Regions from separate parts of the Mus musculus genome. Here region 2 is linked to region 1. Evidence: chromatin contacts called from public Micro-C data. All regions are on one chromosome and are shown on one strand. Each heading gives the region's core, a stretch centred on a gene start, on an enhancer-like site or on the middle of the called end of the contact. The rest is flanking DNA. Distances are from core to core; before and after follow the strand shown.

Region 1 (2,538 bases), core at 21-2,520:
TCACCCACAAAGCCCTGTGGTGGAGCGCCCGAAGCACTGGCCAGCAACTGTCAGTGCTTGGACTGGGAGTGTTAGAGGCCACCCTGGTGGCCATGCTCTCCTCAAGACTAGGGAGCAGGCAAACGAAGACACTTGACTCCACTGAGCCGTGGCGAATGGTGCTTCGGAGGCTCCGAGCAGCTGTGCGTCGTTTGAGTTTGTGCACTGGGCTCCTATCCGTGGCAGCTTCACTCCCCTGGGGCAGGCCATGTGGCCTCGCTTCATGGGGGGTGGGGATGGACAAATCTGGACAAGCTCTTGAATTTCCACCTCCTGGGGCATTCCCAAAGTCCTCTACTCTCACCTGTACAGGCAGATGGGCTGTTTGTTGAGATGGGACCAAAGCCCTTACGCTACAGGGAACGTCAGGGAAAAATAAAAATAAATAAATAAATAAATGCTCCCAGCCATAGACTCCTTGGCCTGGGTTTTGGCCTCCAAGGCCCTATTCCTCCCCCAGCCTCCTTTCATTGTGGCTGCAGAAGCAAAAGTAAGGGACATGGGGGGTGTCAAAGTTGGGGACACAGTGCATAAAGGGAAGATTGGACAGGCAGACTTTTGTGTGGAACATTTTACAATCTCCGTCCTTCAGTAGGAGAACCCAGGTATTTCTCTAAAGGAGGGGAACCAATGCAGACACAGGAAAGTCATACCCCCTAGAGCAGATCATTCAGCTAGCAATGGGTCATGAGATCCCAGGTCTCCAAAAGAAAGGCCATTATGTGAGCCACAAGGCAAATAGAATCCTCTGGCCCTTCCTACAAGAGGATGATGCAAGATCAGGGGCAATGGAAGCAAACTCTGGCCCAGGGAATTATCTGGTCTTGAAAATGGGCTGAAGTCATTAGAAAAGAAACATAAGCTGAATTGATGTCTCTTGCTTATAATCCCAGTACTTAGGAGGCAGGAGCATAAGAATGAGTTCAAAGTCTTTTTAAGATTACTTTTTTTTTGTATATGAATACACCATTGCTCTCTTCAGACACACCAGAAGAGGGCATCAAACCCCATTACAGAAGATTGTGAGCCACCATGTGGTTACTGGGAGTTGAACTCAGGACCTCTGGAAGAACAGTCTGTGCTCTTAACAGCTGAGCCATTTCTCCAACCCCAAAGTCATTCTTGACCCTAAAAAAATTGAAGGCCAATCCGGCTCTCAGAGATCCTGTCTGAGCAAAAGGGAGGAGGCAGTAGGTTTCTGTGCTCTGGGAAACCGTGGGACTCCACGAGGCCTAAGAACAGGAAGTTAGAGGTGAAGGGCAGAAAGCAGCCTTTGGCAGCTGACCTGCTCTGGGGGCTAGGGTTTCCTCTGCACGTGTCCCCAGTATCTGTAACATTTGAGCCTCGCTCCTGCTCACCACCCTGCCTGCCTCCAGACAACACTCTCTCACGGCATCGTGTTCATTTTAACATCCGGCCCCCTCTCAGAGACGTCAGGCAGGAAACTTGGAACCAGGTGGATTACCAACAAAAAGATCTCCAGAGGGACAGGAGGGACAGGGAGACAGAATCAGAGAGGGTATGAGACCCAACTAGAGCCACACAACAGAGTAACGATAGATGAGACCCAGCAAGGCTTCGGTGGTGCCGCACTGAGAACACTGCCGTGAAAAATCATTTCCCACCCCTCTGCCTTGTACCTCCCCAGAATATAGCCTCCAGAAATACTCTGTGTCTTAAACTGCCAACACTAGTTTCCTTTTTATAAATGTGATGTCTCTGCTCTCGAAGACCAAGAACATCCCCGTATAACACTCACAGCTCCACCTTGCCACTCCCAGGAAGTTAAGGCTGGCTCCTCAGGGCCTTGCTACCATGAGCCAGTCTCCACCCAGAGTAAGGAGCGTCCCTGAAAGTGTAAGCAGAGATGTGGGTGACAAACCTGCCAGGCAGGATCTGCCCTCATCTCCTGTTTCCCCTAGAGGACTGACAACACCCTCTATTCACACAGCCTGCCCTGCCCTGCCCTGCCCCCAGGCACTGGCACAGGCTGACACTGCTCTGCTGCTCCGAGCCTGGGCTAGGTGGTAAGCTGGTACCCAGACATTGTGCCCACAGCCGTGCTGGGACCTGAGTCTTTCACGACACAGCCGAGCGTGTGTGTGTGTGTGTGTGTGTGTGTGTGTGTGTGTGTGTGTGTGTGTGAAACCCTTTCAAATATACTCCTAAAACTTAAGGGCAGGGTTCCTTCCCCTCTACTAAATAGTTCACAGAAGCTGGAGATAAAGCTTACTGGTAGGATGCAGGGCTGGAGAGATGTTTCAGTGGTTATGAGAGCCAAGTCTGAACCCCAACACCCACATGGTGGCTCACAGCTAACTGTAAGTCCAGTTCTGGGGATCCAACACTCCCCTGTGGCCTCTGTGGGCACCAGGCACACACATGGCACACAAACATACATGTAGGCATGTATGCTTAAAAATTAAACCTTTAAAACAAACAGCCGGGCGTGGTGGCGCACGCCTTTAATCCCAGCACTCAGGAGGCAGAGGCAGGTGG
Region 2 (2,538 bases), core at 20-2,519, 440 kb after region 1:
TGGAACATTAGGGACTGGCCTTGTTGGAGGAGGTGTGTCACTGGGGGGTGACCTTTGAGGTTTCAAAAGTCCATGCTATTCCCAGTGTCACTGTCTCTGCCTTCTACTTTTGGATAAGGATGTGAGCTCTTGGCTACTGCTCCAGCACCATGCCTGTCTGCTGTCATGCTCCCCGCCATGATAGTTAAGAACTCTAACCGTCTGCAGCCATGAGCCCCAAATTAAACACTTTCTTTTATAAGTTGCCTTGGTCATGGTATCCTAGCACAGTGGTAGAACAATAGCCAAGACAGGACCATTCTCCTTTCTCAGTCTCTGACCTAGGGCAGCTCCCTTGAGTCACTGAGCTCTACAGTGGCCTCTGGAAGGTCATCATCACCCAGAATGGCGTCTGTCTCCAGTCAGCATCTGAGTCTGGGAAGAAAGCCAGGGACAGTGCAGCCTTGCTGGGCCACTTATAAGAACCAATGGATCTAAGTCAATAGTGATGGACAAGTGGAGAGCTGTTCTTCATCCAGGCCAAGAGAGATTCAGTATTCAGGTGCAGAGCTGCAGTATTCAGGTGCAAAGAGGCCCACAGCCTCTTGCCTTGGTGCTATTCCCCAGTGCTAACCTGAATGATTTAACCACACCATAGGATAGTGCCTTCCTTGAGGTACTCTGGTGGCTCTGTCACCCTGGGCCCCTTCTTTCCTCCTTTTGGTTGGTTGTTAATGTACCTCTCTGGCACAATTGAGGCTGGCAGGCCTTTGGAAGCCAGGCATGGGAGGGTTGTCTGTCTTGGAAGCCAAATGACTGGGTGGTAGGATGCAGGACGGTTATCAGGCAGGGAGGCTCTTGCTATTCAAGCCAGGAAAAAGAGAGGCAAAGATGGAGGAGACGGTAAGCTGCAAGGTGTGCCCATCTTCAGCCCAGCTTTGCCTTGCTGAGAGCTATGGATCAGAACCAAGCCCCACATGGAGCTTTTACAAGCCAACTCAATAATCTCCCAGGTGAAGAGTGTCAGCGTGAATCAGATAAGTCCCCTGGCTCAGGAAGTCTTGGAGCGCTGAGAGCCAGCAGAACTCTTGCTACCAGAAGACTCAGTTTTCACTGGAGAGGTGCCTGAGTATCTCATCTTCTTGTCCATTGTCATGGTTTCAGTCGCTTTTGAGGAATACATGTAAATGAGCAAATAGGTTACCCCAAAGGAAACCCTGAAGACATTTTGCCTTACACCATCTCTCTCCCTCCTCTCCCACATCCTGCCCACATGTGGGTAGAGGGGCAGGTGATGAAGACTAAATATACGAGCACTCCACCGCTGAGCTGCATCCTCATCCTCAGCCAACTCTCCCTGCCTGGTGAATGGGGGTCTCTTCCACTCTCATGCATAGCACCAAGTGCACAAACATATAAACCTCCCTGTTTCTCTTTCAGTCGACAGCCTGGGGGTGGGACTAGGAGAGTGACAGACAAGGTGGGGAGTGGAGGATGGGTAAGGTGGGCTTGGCAGTTTGTGGTTGTTGCTTCAGAGAAACCACAGAGCCACCTCTTACTCAGAGCAGTCAACAAGGCCCGGATAGGGGGAAATGGCATGCAGGGTAGGCTGTGGGCACTGAGTCACCACCCAGAGGAAAACCACAGGCTTAGGAGCTCAAGACCCAATGAAGGATCTCAGGTGTACTGGGCCCAGAGATAATAGCAAGAGTGAAGATTTGGTCACAGGGAGGCTTCCTTGTCTTAGGATTTAGCCATTCCTCTCTGCCCTCCCACCGGGAAGATGGGAGACAAGTTATTGTTATTGTTAATAGCCTTGTAGAGGCAAGGATTGAATCCACAAGGGTGACAAATGCTCTACCTTCCTCAGCCTCTTTCTTTACTTTATCCTTTGAGATATCAACTTGTTCAAGTTGGCCCAGGTAGGACTTGAAGTTGAGATCTTCCTGCCTCAGTCGCCCGAGTAGCAGGGATTACAGTCTCGGTGACCAGGCTTGGCTCAAGGATGCTTTAGAAAATCCATGTATAATATTATGATTGTAGTCTGATTGAGAAAAGACATGTCTGATACTGTGGTTGGGAAGACTCAGCGGAGTCTTGAGGTTGCTTATCCCACACCTGGAGTCTGATCGCTATCTGTCTCACTCTGAACTCTGTTTGTCTGTCTAGCAGTGGTGCAATTTCTCTGTCACTTTTCTTCTTTCACCTCTGTAGGAAAATGAAAATTTCTGAACTATCAGCTATTTACAATTATTATTATTATTATTATTATTATTATTATTATTATTATATTTTGGTTTTTCGAGACAGGGTTTCTCTGTGTAACCCTGGCTGTCCTGGAACTCACTCTGTAGACCAGGCTGACCTCGAACTCAGAAATTCACCTGCCTCTGCCTCCCGAGTGCTGGGATTAAAGGCGTACGCCACCACGTCCGGCTTTTTTTTTTTTTTTTTTTTTAAGAGAATGTCTCTATGCTTATTTTACATCTTTTTTGGAAGATGGCCTCCTGCTTTGGATGAAGCAGTAAAAACCAACTAACCAACCAACCAACCAAACAA

The links. A called contact is a pair of places that touch in the nucleus more often than the background predicts.
Region 2: a Micro-C map of the HL-1 cell line shows a contact between it and region 1, with 2.4 times the contacts expected there. The contact joins two enhancer-like sites. A contact is called at or near these places in 1 of 15 datasets of contacts at CTCF or cohesin (large pre-B cells), 3 of 484 Hi-C or Micro-C datasets (the HL-1 cell line, embryonic stem cells and pre-B cells) and 4 of 115 datasets of contacts at active chromatin or transcription factors (embryonic stem cells, large pre-B cells and stem cell-derived neural progenitor cells).

The regions. Positions count from the first base shown.
Region 1 is chr9:56,899,426-56,901,963 of GRCm38.p6, forward strand. It overlaps Cspg4 (chondroitin sulfate proteoglycan 4), which reads left to right. Exons shown (of 10, transcript NM_139001.2): 10 at 1-445. Among named protein-coding and RNA genes, the nearest start is that of Snx33, 28 kb to the right of the region's middle. Within about 2 kb of position 1,271, at least 77 of the 459 cell types and tissues checked have an H3K27ac peak or open chromatin away from gene starts, as enhancers often do. A contact at or near this core is called in the HL-1 cell line, where this site is marked.
Region 2 is chr9:57,338,507-57,341,044 of GRCm38.p6, forward strand. No RefSeq gene overlaps it. Among named protein-coding and RNA genes, the nearest start is that of Gm39343, 30 kb to the left of the region's middle. Within about 2 kb of position 1,270, at least 104 of the 459 cell types and tissues checked have an H3K27ac peak or open chromatin away from gene starts, as enhancers often do. A contact at or near this core is called in the HL-1 cell line, where this site is marked.